2 separate regions of the Anas platyrhynchos genome follow, and region 2 is linked to region 1. The links are chromatin contacts, called in public Hi-C maps. All regions are on one chromosome and are shown on one strand. The core of a region is the stretch at or near the end of the contact, and the rest is flanking DNA. Distances in the headings are between cores, read along the strand shown. Region 1 overlaps DAP (death associated protein). Region 2 holds the start of DAP (death associated protein).

The links. A called contact is a pair of places that touch in the nucleus more often than the background predicts.
Region 2: a Hi-C map of F1 follicle shows a contact between it and region 1, with 2.3 times the contacts expected there. The contact joins the promoter of DAP here to the enhancer-like site in region 1. A contact is called at or near these places in 3 of 8 Hi-C or Micro-C datasets (F1 follicle, liver and skeletal muscle).

What each region holds. Positions count from the first base shown.
Region 1 is chr2:75,578,083-75,585,173 of IASCAAS_PekinDuck_T2T, reverse strand. The region is part of intron 2 of DAP (death associated protein); the gene reads left to right. Among named protein-coding and RNA genes, the nearest start is that of DAP, 37 kb to the left of the region's middle. Within about 2 kb of position 2,678, at least 1 of the 8 cell types and tissues checked has an H3K27ac peak or open chromatin away from gene starts, as enhancers often do. A contact at or near this core is called in F1 follicle, where this site is marked.
Region 2 is chr2:75,613,215-75,620,263 of IASCAAS_PekinDuck_T2T, reverse strand. It overlaps DAP (death associated protein), which reads left to right and starts at 2,051. Exons shown (of 4, transcript XM_027451733.3): 1 at 2,051-2,213. The coding sequence starts at 2,159.

The DNA of each region.
Region 1 (7,091 bases), core at 1,429-3,928:
GTAATGCTTTAAATCCCATTGCTATTGATTTCTTCAGGGTCATTTTGTGTGTGTTTCCTCAGTATGAAGTTCCAGTCCCATTGACATTAGTGGAAGTTCTGCAGTTGATTTTAGTAATATCAAATGTTGACCTTCTGGATTAAACCCTTAAGATAAATAAGAACGGAAGAAACCATCTGTTCTGACTGTTCAGGTGGCTGGATGCTTCTAGATGAAAAAGGAAGATTCTGGCTGTCCTAGCACCACAGATCAGCAGCATGGGGGTAGCAATGGTAGCAGAGGAATTAAGTGGTTGCTTCCTGGCAGGTCAGTGGAGGTTGTTTTCTCTGTGGAGAAATTCAGTTTCTCAAAGTTCACTTAAACAAATAGCATATAGCAATTAAATAGCAAATAAATTAAATATATTCGTTTAAATAGCATATTAAACAAATTGCATATTTTTTTAAGTGAACTTTGAGAAACTGAATCTCTTTTTTGAGAGCTTTGTTCTGTGCCTTCTGTCGTATTAAAAACCTAGCTGGGCTAAGTTCATTAGTGACTAGTTTTTTTTTTTGTTGCTTGCTTTTTACTATTAGAAATAAGCTGTTAAATTGAAAACATTTTTTAAACTCTGTCTTCTGTTGCTTCTTTATGAGCTCTAAATACAAGAATACAGAAAGCATGATTCCTTTGCTTCCTGCATCTGAATTAAGAGGATGTTTTTGTTCTAAGATTTGCTGGTCTCATTCCTATGACAAGATTCATTCCTCTTGAAATTGCACTTGCCACTGGATGGTAAGGAGGATTGTGTCAACAATGTTGGAAAGGTTTGAACTAAAGCATGTTCCTGGCCAGGCGACTTGCACAATCTTCAGCCTGGGATCTTACAGTGCAAGACATAACCTTCCAAAGCACCCTTGGTTGTGCTTGGAGCCTTCCCAGGTGTGGCATTTTGAAATGGGCAAGAATTTTGTCATGATCTCTTCTGCTGCAGGGGGAGCTGTGAATATCCACAGGAGTAACAAAAAAGCTGATTTTTGTCTGTGTTGGCACTGGAGAGACTCATGCAACAGTAAAGCGCTACTGCAGCACGGAAACTGCGCCGCATGTGTAGTGCACAATTGGGTTAAGGAGGCTTCTTGTAATAGTGCTGTGGATGTGGGAGATGGTGTAGTATTTACATACATGAATATGCATACGTGTCTCTCTGTGTCTAGAGTGTCGTTTGGAGTAATAAGGAAAGATAATGCAATTGTTGAAAGCGATAGAGTGAAATGTGCACGTCTGCTGCATTAGTTAATGGCTTGAGGCGTGTGAAGGCGAGGGTGAGGTATGGCTTCTAACAGCTGTGATTGGGACGTTCTGGGCCACTGCTGCGTGTCTCTGCGATGAACAAATTCACCAGGACAGGAGTGAGAAGCCTTCAGCCTTCTTATTAGCTTCTAACTTCTGCATCCCCTTCGTCGCACTCACATCACGTATTCCTAGTGCAGTGTCAATGGCATTTTTCAAATTCTACTCCATCTTCCATCTGCTACAGATGTTGGAGGACCTGCAACAGTGCTGCAACTGAATAATGTATCTCTGATGCTGAGATGATGTAGTGCAGGCCCATAGTTGTCATATTCTCATTGTGAAAGCGTGTTACCATCATGGGAACAGATTCTGAAATGCACTTAACTGTGTGACTAGAGTGAAAAACTTGGTCCTCTCTTCCCTTAGCACCATGGGTCTTCGCTGGCCATCCATTTCACAAATGCTTGAAGTCTGCCCTTCTTAATTCCTTATTTTAGAGTTTCCTTTGAGTTATCAGCATTTAATTATTACTTGCTTTATGTCAGTTTTCGTAGCTCTCATTTTTCTTTTTAAGGGGCTACAAATGCTATGTGGGCTAATGCTGCAGTTAGACGAGGTTGAACCCTGAAATACAAACCAACTGTGGACTGTTTCTAAATCCTCTGAGCCTATAGAAAAGGTGAAATACTTAAGTCTTTGTTCTGTGATCGGAAGAAGGCAAGAAAGAAATTTATTCTCTTTATAGCTTGAACAACAATGTAGATGAGAGATTGTGGATAGCGATCTCTCTTTCTCAAATAATTCTCTCCATGGCTAAAACATGCACTAAAACCAAAGATGAATGAGATTGATCTGGTGAGATTAATCAGGCCATATGCTGTGGCAAGTTGATGGTGATTGTAAGAACAATGAATGTCAATCAGTTGCTATCAAATGTAATGGCCAGTGATTTACCATCTCATTAAAAGATCAGGACACACAATTTGCTTGTGTATGAATAGCCAAGCAGATAGTCATTACAATGTCCTGCTAGGGCTTTAGGCTCTTCCTATGCAGACAAATGCAAGCTTTAAGGAAGAAAAGGGCTGAGCAGAGTGGAACCTAGCTCATGGGATATATTGGGACAGAAACTAAACACGTGGGGACAAGAGAATTGTTCTCGAAAAGTAGGGTGTGGCTGTATGTGCATGTATGTGTATGCCTGAGTATCCATATATATAAATATATATGAGCACACACATATATATATCACACACTTCAGTTCATCAAGAGGAAGCATTGCTTTTACTTGTTTTAGTATCTGCCACAGCACCTGGATTTCTTCAAGGGTGTATACGTACTGTACAGAAAACTCAGAGGTTCAACAGTGCCATCCTGTGGGTGATCTTAAAGGTTTGAAAGTTATGGCAGATAAATAAATGACCTCAACAGGATAAATTAACATGGAATATCAGATACTGTACGTCCCTGCGCAATCAACTAGCATATTTCCCTCTGGTAGTCAGTCAGGCTAATTATTACTTTTCTGTCCAGAAAATTAATAACCTAAATGCATTACAGCCAATTGGAAAGTATTTCAGGCAAGCTGATGAGCAGTGTGCTTGTTAGTCTTTCTCTATTGCTGAGAAATGTGCTTTTAATCATCTCAGTGTGTTTTTAATCATCTCAGAATTTATTTTTGCAGACAATGCCAAAATTAAAAGCAACCACGTAAATTCAAATAAGCACCGCTAGAAAGTAGTATCTGGACATCTTTAAAAAGGAATTAAACTAAGAATAGTTAGCTTTAATGTTTCATAACCAGAATATATGAATTTCCAAGTAACCTTGAAGATTAAGCTGGATGGTTTGAACAACTTGCCAAAATGGTTTTAATTCTAGAAAGCCAAGGGCGAGATTAAAGTCAGAAGTTTTGTTGACTGAAGTTGGATTTCTGACTAGAGTATTTTGAGGACTTTTTGTTCATAGAGCGACTGTTTTGGTAGGCACAAGGTATAAAACTTGCTCTAATTAGGGAACAGTTGGGGGATCAAGGGGTGATTGAACATACTACTTAATGTTTTTCACTTTGCTTGCCTAAGCAACTTGTTTAAGAGAGTGCATGGTGTGTTTACTTGGAAAATGAGCAAAGAAATAGAGGGCAAGCTGGTCAGTAGAAGGTTATTCTCCCTTTTCAAGTCCTTGCTGTTTTGGGGTGTTCAAGGGGCGAGGTGCTGTCTGCATGCTGCCTTTGCCCAGCAGTGTTGGTGCCTCTCCAGTCGGCAGCAGGTCTCTGGCATTGCTCCCTCATGCTCCATAGTCAGGGAGGCCAGCTACAGGTCAGTGCATGCCACTGGGTGGCTTGAGAGAGGCAAGGAAACACAAAAAATTCACCATCGCTTTTTGATAGTTAAAAATTTTGACATCATCTGTGGTTTCTAAGTCTCTGAAAAACATGTCATGGCGTTATTTCATGCGTCTGTTTGCCAGGTCCCTCTAACAGCAGATGATGATGACTGGTAAGAGGACAAATAATTATTTCCCACAAAGAGGAAAAGACAAATATGAGCTACACACGTTTAGAAGATAATGCAATTTAATGTAGTTTTAAAGCAATTACTGGTTTTGTACCTATTTTGAAAAAAAATAAGTAATTCTAGCCTAGCAAAGGACTGGCATGTGTTCAGTTCTATCCTTTTGAAAGCAGGCTAGCCTGTTTAAATATTTCCATACTGGGAGTCCTGAGTCTGTGCTTATACCCTGATCTACTGTACTGAGATGAATTCTGGATGAATCAGATGTATCAGGAAAATAATCTCCTGTGATATCTAATCGAAGATGGAGAAGATAATGAAATATCAAAGTTTAACCTCTGTGCGGGTGTCTTTTTGTAGACCTTGTAATTTCAAGGTTAACTTGAGACCCAGAATACCAGCATTTTTACAACTTTTTCGTGTTTCTATACTGATGTGAATGTGTTAAAGCTGTATAAATGTCTAATTCTGGCTTTGAATCTCCTTAAACTCTTGGTCTTAATGTTGCTTTATTTTCAGGAGGTTCTGCATTTAATTCTCTGGTATTTTAAAGGTGTCTGCTATTACAAGTTTTAAATGCATGTCTTTTACTTTCTGCAAGTGTTATTTTCTATGTATACTATAAAGAAGATAAATGGGAACAATATTCTCCAGCCTTGCGTATACAGAGCGCAAATAGGTCTTAGCTCTTTACTCACGTAGAAGGTTCTGCATGCCCTCTTGGTTATTTTTTCCATCTTTATTTCTGCTCTGATTCTTTTGTTATGGTGTTCCTGGACTGAATACAATATTTTATACAACATATATTGTGAGGTACTATGTTTACCATTGCTTTTTCCTGTTCTTTATTTGTTTTAGTGTGTTTTCATTTTTCCAATTGCCAGTGATTATTGAGTGCTAGCTTTGATCCATGGTTCTATTTCCTAGTTAGTCATCTCTAAATGCAGTCTTTTATTCTGAATCATGCTTTGAGTAATGCTTACCATCTTTTATCCAGATCAGGACTGCCACTCAACCAGCCACTGGAAACTGGCATCAGATCCACCCTGTCAAGTAACACGGTGCTAGGCAATCCAGGTGCTGCAAACAGGGCAGAGGCTGGGCTCCTTCCTGTGCTTTGGACCACTCTTAAAAAGTTGTGTAGTCTGTATATGTACGTAGCCTGTGTGTGTGTGTGCATACACTGCACAGATTCAGTTAATGACTATAACAATCACTATTTACTTGGAAAACTGATTAGTTCAGTTTCTATATTTCAAACGGAATGGGATAAATAACCACCTCTGCATGTTTTCCGTGGGCTGTAGGAGATTCCACAGTAATGCCTTTGTGTTTGTCTTTACAATATTTCTGTCAGACTTGAGCTCAACCAATCCCTCTGAGGTGAAGACGTAAGATTTTAGTATTATTAATGCCTCATTTCATCTAGTTAATGATCTTTTCAAGTATTCCATTTACTTGCAATGTCAGATAAAGACCTTATTTAAGCTAAGTATTATGAAATAATGGAAATCTTTATTTTATGTGAATACAATCAGGATAAATGAATCTAGTGGAGATTTGGAAGTTAAACAGGTGCCGTTCTTAGCAGCGTTGCACATGTAAAATCAGGGTAAGTTCTTTGAGCACTGAAATCTTGACAGATGCGTTCTCTTCCTCTGTTATAATAAAACAAGTGTTCGCTCTGAAAATATTGACACACAATAGCAGTCTGGGAAAATACACTGTTGTATTCCTACACAACATCAGCTAAGGCTATCATTTAATGATAAACAAATGTGTGCATTAAATAGCTTTAAAACATATATTTGTAAACAAGTCCAATTCTTGTAAGAAAGTAATTTTTTTTTGCTTTCTTGCTTACTGATGCCTAAACAAAGGAATGCTGCATCTTCAAAACAACATCTGTCAAACCAATTTTCATCAGATTAAGTATATCCTCAAAGCAACCACCACGGCTTACAAAATAGTAGAAATGTAGGTTGTGCTTTACATAAAACACCAATAGAATTTAAAGCACTTGACAATGTTTTACAAATGTAGCAATAATAGCCTATGCATAGTCTCTAGTTTTATGTCTATTTTTGGTAAGCTCTTTGGAAGGATAGCAAGTGATGTTGGAATACCACAACTGCACTAGATGTCCTGGAGTGTGATTATGAAATTACGGGCCTGGCAGCTAATCTGTATCTGACAAAGCCAATGGTTTGAGAGTCTGGCAGTGGAGATTTGATTCATACTTTAATTTCATTTTTAATGAGAGAAATCTTTTTGCAGATGATCTTCTTCACAATAAATTCAGTGAGTGATTATCCAGGTCTTTCTCTGATCAGTTGAATTCCTCATTAGTATAGGTGTATGATTATAGATGCTCTGGGCTGATTCTGGTTCAATAGATCATCTGAGATAATTGATAATATTAAAGTTTTAAAGATTTTTTTCTGGGACAATGTGATCTAGTAGAAATTAGGAAAAAGACGATGGCTCTAACATAGAATCATAAGGATACAGGTGCATTCAATCATTCACGTTTCTGGCCAGCCTTCTGTCTTTTTCCCTGCTAAAGAATAATTAACGTATGTAAATGAGCTCAGTGGTCGGCTGGTGTTACTTCCACTGGAGTGAAGTGTTCACTTGTTGGCTTTTGTAATCAGTTAACTACAGAGGTGAAGCTTCATTGCGGCATTTATTGAGTGCAGTTGCTCAGGTCAGCCAGAAATTAATGCAGGGTTTTCTGAGGAAAAAAAGAAAAAACAACGAAAGGCCTTTTGGACGGAGAGTAGAAGTGCTTGAGCTGGAAGTCAGGTAAGCATTCTCATTAGTTCCCATTGGCTGGAAATCTAGCACAAAGCAAGAGGAGTTCAATCAAAAATCCACAAGGAGGGCAAACAAGGGTGAAAATTGATGTCAAATCCTTTCCAAGTACGGCTGGATGTAGGTAGGTTTTTACATCTCTGGTTTCCATGTAGGTTGTTCCCCTTGTGTTCTGTGCCATCCTAAAATGTTCTGCGTTAACTTTAGGCAAGTTGGCATAAGGCATTCTGGTGACTACCACACCTGTGAGTCCTGATTACTCTCTTATTCTTAAGATAGTGCCACTAATGACAGTCCCAGAACGAGCTGTACACAAACAAGGCTAAATACATTATTTCATGATAGAGTTCAAGGTACATTCTTCATGTACAAAGGATATAGTTCTTACCAGGAAAATGGTATTACTGATTTCTTTTCATCTCTACAGGGAGATGTCAACTACATCTGTGTTACTACCTGAAATGTAGAATTCTGACTGGCTTTTAGCAT
Region 2 (7,049 bases), core at 802-3,301, 36 kb before region 1:
TCTCTCCCTCTGGGCTTCCCATCCTAGCCACATCCAGCCAGCCAGCTTCCCTTCACTGCACGACTAGAGGTGTTTCTGCTCTACCACCCTGGTGCTCTCCCTGCTGCCACAATTCTCATTTCACCTCTCAGCTGCCTCCTACTCAACTCTTTCTCGTCACCTCCTTGTCCACCCAGGCCAAGTCCTCCTGCACCTTGGCATCTCTGTTTCTTATCTCTATTCCCCCGTGCCAGTTCTTGCACCAGGATGATTTGCTTGGCGATCCCTGCTCCCAAATCTGACGCACAGCTGCATTTGCAGGAAATGCCCTGTTCCAGCCCTGCATTTCTGACACGTACTCAGGGTGGATGTAGCGTTTTAGGAGTGAAGCCACAGCAAGCCTTTATACAAGGACTTGTATTAACGGCAACATCCAAGTGTTGGAGCGTTATGAAATGTTGGCAGCTTTCCCAACAACAGCCAAGTACAACTTTGATGCAATGCTTCCTTGCAGCGCACCCCCACACATCAAATCCTTGCACTGAAATATGAAAGTATTACTGATTCTCGGAGGAAAAAAAAAAATTAATGTCATAAAGCACATTTTCTTGAATTTCACTTCTATAATAGCTGGTTTAAATTAAACCTGCAACAGCAAAAAATCATACTGACTGCCATAACCAGCAGAGGGAATTCCAAGCCAAGCATACCTGGGAAAACCAAGAACAACCAAACACATAATCTTTTCATTCAAATCAAGAGGAAAGTAGACAGGGAAACATTATAATCTCCATTTAGGAGATAATTCTGTCCTAGAAAAAGAATTATAATCTGAACAGACTTTGACAGAGACTGGAAGGGGAATTGGAGTAATTTGTGTTAGGCTACAGAGAAGGTGACAACTGAAAATATAATCTGAGACTTCAAAGTGCCATATGTGTAAGGAAATTAAATTACCCAGCAGCAAAATGCAACAACTAAGTTACAGTATTTTGATAACATTTGTTCATGCAGACTGCTAAGGATACTATGATGTGATTATACTTTGGTCTGTTGCCAAAAATCCCCTCATGCCATTACCCATTACTTATATTTTGGCAAGGGTAATATAGTAATTGCAAAAAAAGACCTGCACCACATGGCTACGTTAATTTCCCTGTGGTACACCTGGAAGGCTGTATGACTGCAGCGCTTTTGGGGGGTTCAACTTGCAGCCATCACCCGCTCAGCTTTCAGGGGCTAGATTTCCTTACGGCAAGTTGTAAGAGAAAACCCAAACAGCTTGTACGGTTTACGCTTTGCTGATAATGTGATTGATTTAGGCACTGTGCTCAATACCTTTCAGTGTTGTTTTGATAGTGTAACCAAAGTGTTTGAAAAAAAAAAAAAGACATCTTGTATGGGTGTGGATCAGCGGGGTGATTTCACAGGAAAAGGTACCGAGATCCGAGGTGCAAGATGAGCGCTGTGCACGCCACTTCACACACGTGTGTGGTTGGCAGAACAAGGCGAAGGGGAAGGCCTGAGCTGCTGATTTGTTGCTGAGGAGACATTTCTTCTCAGAAAGAGGTTGGGCATTGGGACGAGTTGCCCAGGGACATGGTGGGGTCACTGTCCCTGGGGGTGTTCAAGGCAAGGCTGGACGTGGTGCTTGGGGACACGGTTCAGTGGGTGACATTGGTGGTAGGGGGATGGCTGGACCAGGTGATCTTGGAGCTCTTTTCCAACCCTAATGATGAAATAGAAAGGCGTACTGCCCTCTAAAGCAGCAGGCGCTACCCAAACGCGGTTTTTAGAGGCAGGAACCGGCTGCACAAACCGCGCGCGCAAAAAAAAAAATAAAAAAATAAAAAAAAAAAATAAAGGAAACCAGCAAGGCGGCAGCTTCACAGCGCTCACTCCACGGCGCAGAGGAAGCGCTGAGCCCCGGGCCCTGCAAACACCGAGAGCCTCCAGCCCCTGGCCGGGGCTCTGCGGGCTGCGGGCTGGGGGCTGGGGCCGGGCTCCCCCCGCTCAGTGCCCGGGGAGGCCTCGCAGGGCCGGGCCGGGCCCGGTGCCGCCCCCACGGTGCCTGGGCGCGGCCTGGCGGAGCCCCGGGGCGGCCACGTTGACAGGGGGCGGGGAGCGGGGTCGGGGCGCTGCCAGCACCGCCACCAGCAGCACCAGCACCGCCACCACCATGTCTTCGCCCCCCAAGGAGAAAGCCGAGACGCGGGCCGGACACCCTCCTGCCGGTAGTGCCGCCGCCGCCCCGCTCCTTGCTGCGCTGCGCTGCTCGCCTCCGGGGACGGGGCTGGGAGGGGGGGGGCGCAGCGGGGCTGGGCGAGCAGGGGCTGCTCCGGCAAAGCCCGAGCTGGGCAGGGGGGAGGCGAGCTGCCAGCTCCTGCCCCTGCCCCTGCCCAGCCCGGCCGTGCTGGGCACTGCTCGGGCACGGGGAGCAGCCGGGCCTGCCCCTGGGGGGGCGGCCAGCCGCAGCTCCGCAGCACGGTGTGGCCGGGCTGTGCCTTGCTGCTGCTTGGTTTTCTTCCTCTTCATCGCTGCTTTATGAAAAGGGGAACCTCAGCCCCTGCACCGACAGCTTTTTCCTTGTAACATTGCCTGTTACACAGCAGTCGTCGTACCCGAACTGAATTCTGCTTCCTTCCTATAGCGAGGACCTGAAATTCCTTTAAATAGATTATTAAAAAAAGTGAGAGTTAATTGCTGGCAAACACAATTCAGTGGCCGAGTTACACTGACCCCCTGGCTGAGCAGAGTTGTCCCCCTTCTGCAGCCTGCCCTGTCCCAGCCTTAGCCCGTGCCTGCCCTGGTGGTAAGCTGGTTCAGGTAATTAAGCCAAATCAATTTGCCAAATGTCAATGGTTTTTGCTGCTGTAGCTCCTCAATTTCACTCACTTTCAGGTCAGTTTCAGTGTGAAGAAGTTACTGAGATGTTAGAGAGGTGCAGCCAGAGGACACAGCTAAACCATCAGCTGACAGGGAGGAAGGATGAATGGCATCTATTTCCAGTTAGTTGCTTTGGGACCGTGTTATTTATTTTGTTGTATGTTTTCAAGTTTTGTTTCAAAACCTGTGTTTTTTAAACAGGGGGATTTTCTTTTTTTAAAGGCCTAGTTCAGCCCTCACAAGCCACCTTTAGAAATGAGCAATGCACAGTGCTCAATTGTAATTGCAGTACAATACAGGTTTTCACTGCTGTCAGAGCATTTCGGTATTTTCTTTTCCCTATTAAGACTTGCATCCACATACGAGCTGAAGACCTTTGTACCTCTTAAGGTCTGTAGCAGCCCTGAGGGTATTCTGTGGGTATGCACCAATTCCGCTTTGGAAGGGGATTGCCAGCCCTGTCTGAGGCCAGAGACAACCCGTGTTTTGCAGTATCCTCAAGGCATTCTTGCAGGAGGGTAGTTTTGAACTGGTTGGCAGAAGAAAGTCCCTCTGACGCGTTGTCCTTTTAACACTTCGAGAATCCACAATAAACGTGCTGACTAATGGCCGTTTATACTTACTGCACAGGCTGAAGCTGGGTTTTAATCCTCTATCCCAAGCCGTTTTAGATCCTCGAATAATAATGTAAAGCCATATGGCAGTCTGCACGGAAGTTTTAATAAAATAGAAGTAAGGAATTCTTGAGAACAACAACAAAAAATGACTGCTTGTATGCAGCTGGAATAGCGCTCGTAAATAAAAAGGCTAATTCCTAGCAAGGCGAAGATGCAAATGGGGAACTTTTGACTAATGGCTCGACAGCTCTGTTTTTGCTGCATATGGGTGTTTCTGTAATTAGGGATGTATTACCCCACTGAGTATGAATCGCGTGCATAAAAGTTAGGAAAGATTTGGATCATGAAATTGAAGCTGAATTGACAAACTCGTAGTATTTCACATGTGCTGTTAGCCCTCGCTTACTGACTGCATGCAGTCTGTTAGCTTCCTCTCCACATTGATCTTTCCCATGGGGGGTGTGGGGGAAAGACAAGAAAAACACTTGAAAATAGAAAGGATAATGAAATGGAAGGAAACCTTAAGACCCCAGCAGGCTGGCAACAGGGTACATGAAGTGACTTTGAACTTCATTCTGAAACTTAATAAAGCTTAAGTTGGGACCCTTATATATATATATTTCTATCTGTCAGTAAGATCAATGCGTCCATAATACCATGCTGACTAGGTTTGTATGGCTTGCAGTCACTCTGCAAAGGGCTGTGTAATTACTCTTTCAGCTGTTCATTTCTTCTAATAGCTACTGTGGATGAATAAAGCAAGGTGATTGTATTAATAGTTTATTTATGAAGCTTTACAATAGATTCATGGAAATGGTTATGTGCTTTTGTTCTACATTTAAAAAAATAGCTCTAAGCCAGGATTTCTATGAAATAGTGGTATATAATAACTCTTCTATTCTTGTTTTGTCAGACACTAATGTATGTTCCCTTAAGCATGTGGAAGGGCTTGTTTAAAGTTTCCCTCAATATTAGCTTTTCATGCATCTTATAATAACAGATTCCATTATATTGATATGGTTCATGAGAAATAAATTCTGTATTAATATTTAATACCACGCTGAAGGAAAACAGGGAGGTGCTAAAGGTCTTGGTTGTACTGTTGATTTCTAGTACAGTGGGTGACTCCTCTTGCACCAAAAGGTTTGCCCAGAAGGGACTGCCTCAGGCCATGACACTGAACATCACCTACCTAAATGAGCAGCGGCCAGGCTGAGGTGGTTCTGCAGGTACCTGGTGCTGTCTGTGACTTATTTCAGGAGTAAGTCTTGGAAACTAGGAGGAAGGAAGGGGTAAGTAAAATGAGAATGATTACTGATTCCAGAGCGTCTTAAATATTAATCGATTGACGTGGTTGCTTAATGCATTTCCAATAGGGTGTCTGGCAGAGGTGTACCCTTTAGAGGAACACAGGCTGCCAGTCACAGAATAAACAAGACGCTCCTGTCTGCCCCTCAAAGCAAACAAGGCAAGCAATAGCTAATAACCAAAGCTAGGCTGTCATCCAGCAACTAGGCAAACAGACTTCTGCTGTTGCCAGTAGCTGATCCCCTCTTTATTTCTCACCTTAGGAGCTGGTGGCTTCTCATCAGCTCCCCACACCACCTGCAGCTGCTCCCTGGGCTCCTGCCCTTGCCAGGATCCCCCTTGGTAACTGCAGCCTGAGGCCCGTGAGTTCCCATCTTCAGTGCGAGAACTGGCTTCTTCCCACCCCCAGTCCAATTGTTGACACCTTCCTGTTTTGGGCATTTATTTTTGGCAGTGTTTTGGAAGGTGATTTCTCAGTTATTTAAATCCTTTTTCCGCTCTGTGAAGGATTTGCTGTAGGAAAATCTGAGCTCATGTTCTCTTAAGAATAACGTTTAAGCAACAAAATGACTGTAGTAAGCATCTGTGAAGCTATAAAGTAAAAACCAGGCAAATAAGAAATAGATGAATCCTCTTAATCCAAGAAAGTCTCACAAATGGAGCATTTTTTACTTTAGGTTGGTGCATATGATCATTTCTTTTCTGCCCAACACTGACATGTAGCTGGGTTGAAATCTGTTGAAAACAGAAGTGATTTATGTTGCAAAGAGATTCTTTCTCTTCTGAGGCGGGGTCTTTTGAAACCAGATTGGGTATGGCTGTATTGTATCTTGGGTGGCATAGGTGCACCTCAGCTCCACGTACAGGATGTTTATATAAATATTTCACTTTTGTTCTCAGACATTCAGATTATTACTGTACTTGTTAGCTGGATTCTTCTTTTAGTTTCCAGATTTGCACAGTAACCCTGGGTTACTGAAGATCATTCAATTATGCACCAATGTGCTTCTAGATGACTATGTCAGTGGGTATTAGTGAGGGGGAAAGAGACCCAAACCTGTTGCACTAGTCACTCGCTATCATGCCTTTTAATCGTCTGCTTATTTGTTTTTTAATCCTTCATAACTCTATCTGCAGAAAAATCTGATGGTGTTAGCTGGATGTCCTTGTGAGTGACAAATAGCAAAAACAAGAGACTGGTGGCCTGATGATAGATTATGTAGGCAGGGAGGGATTTTGGCCAGCTAAGTTTGTGCTAAGTCCTTGGGTGTTGTTTCCCTTAATTCTCTGTTAGATGGTGAAAAGCTGCAGAGGGGGAGCGTGCAGGTGTTGACTGGAAATGCTGTTTTGTGACCTGGCAGATGGGCGATAGCATCTTCCACAAAAAAAGTGGTTTTAAATTGAGCTAAGAGGAAGTGATTGTGCAATGCTTTGAGTCTATAAATTACTGCTAATAAAAAAATATCGAAGGTAAAGTAAAACAAGTGCTGCAAGTAAGGATTTTAGGTCTTTTTTTGCGGATTGATGCTGTCCCATCAGGTTGTAGATTAAAAATAAATCATTTCCATAGCCTTGTACTCTTTTTAGTTCAATTGATAGGTTTTCTACAGACTGCAGATGAATACTTGGATCTGTAAAAGCATAAGTGTTTAGATGTAGTTTATTTCTGTCTCAGATGTGGCATACAGTGTCAGCTATTTAGCTGATCAGTCTTGCTCTTATTCTAGCTTGTGGATGTATCAAGCACTTCGATTAAGTTAAATGGAGGCATTAGAACAGGACAGCACTCAACAGAATTCAGTGTTTGCTTTTATGAGCCAACTTGAATGCATAAGGACTTTGCATCAGGAAAAAATAATAGGGATTTTTATTTTTGCGCCATCTCTGAAGTTACATTTATTTGATACCTCATCTTTCTGCCTTTCCCTGTGCCATGTCAACCATTTCACAAATTTAAGTATTGTAGGTTTTATGCTGGAGAGAATACAAAAGCAGTTAATATGTTGTGTGTTTGTTTTGTTTTGTGGTTTTTGTGGTTTTTTTTTCAATGCATGATAATGCCATAATTTTTATGGTTTATAGAAGTTGTGTTTTTTTTTCCCTCTGTTAATTGCTTGTCTTTAAGGTCCTTTATCAAATCAGAATTCTGTCTTTCACATATCACAAAGCTTAAAAACCTCTTTAACAAATCCAGGGACTAAACTTGCAGTTCTTCTTATGGGCAGGTCACTTTCCCTTTGTTTCCTTCCCTGAAGCAGG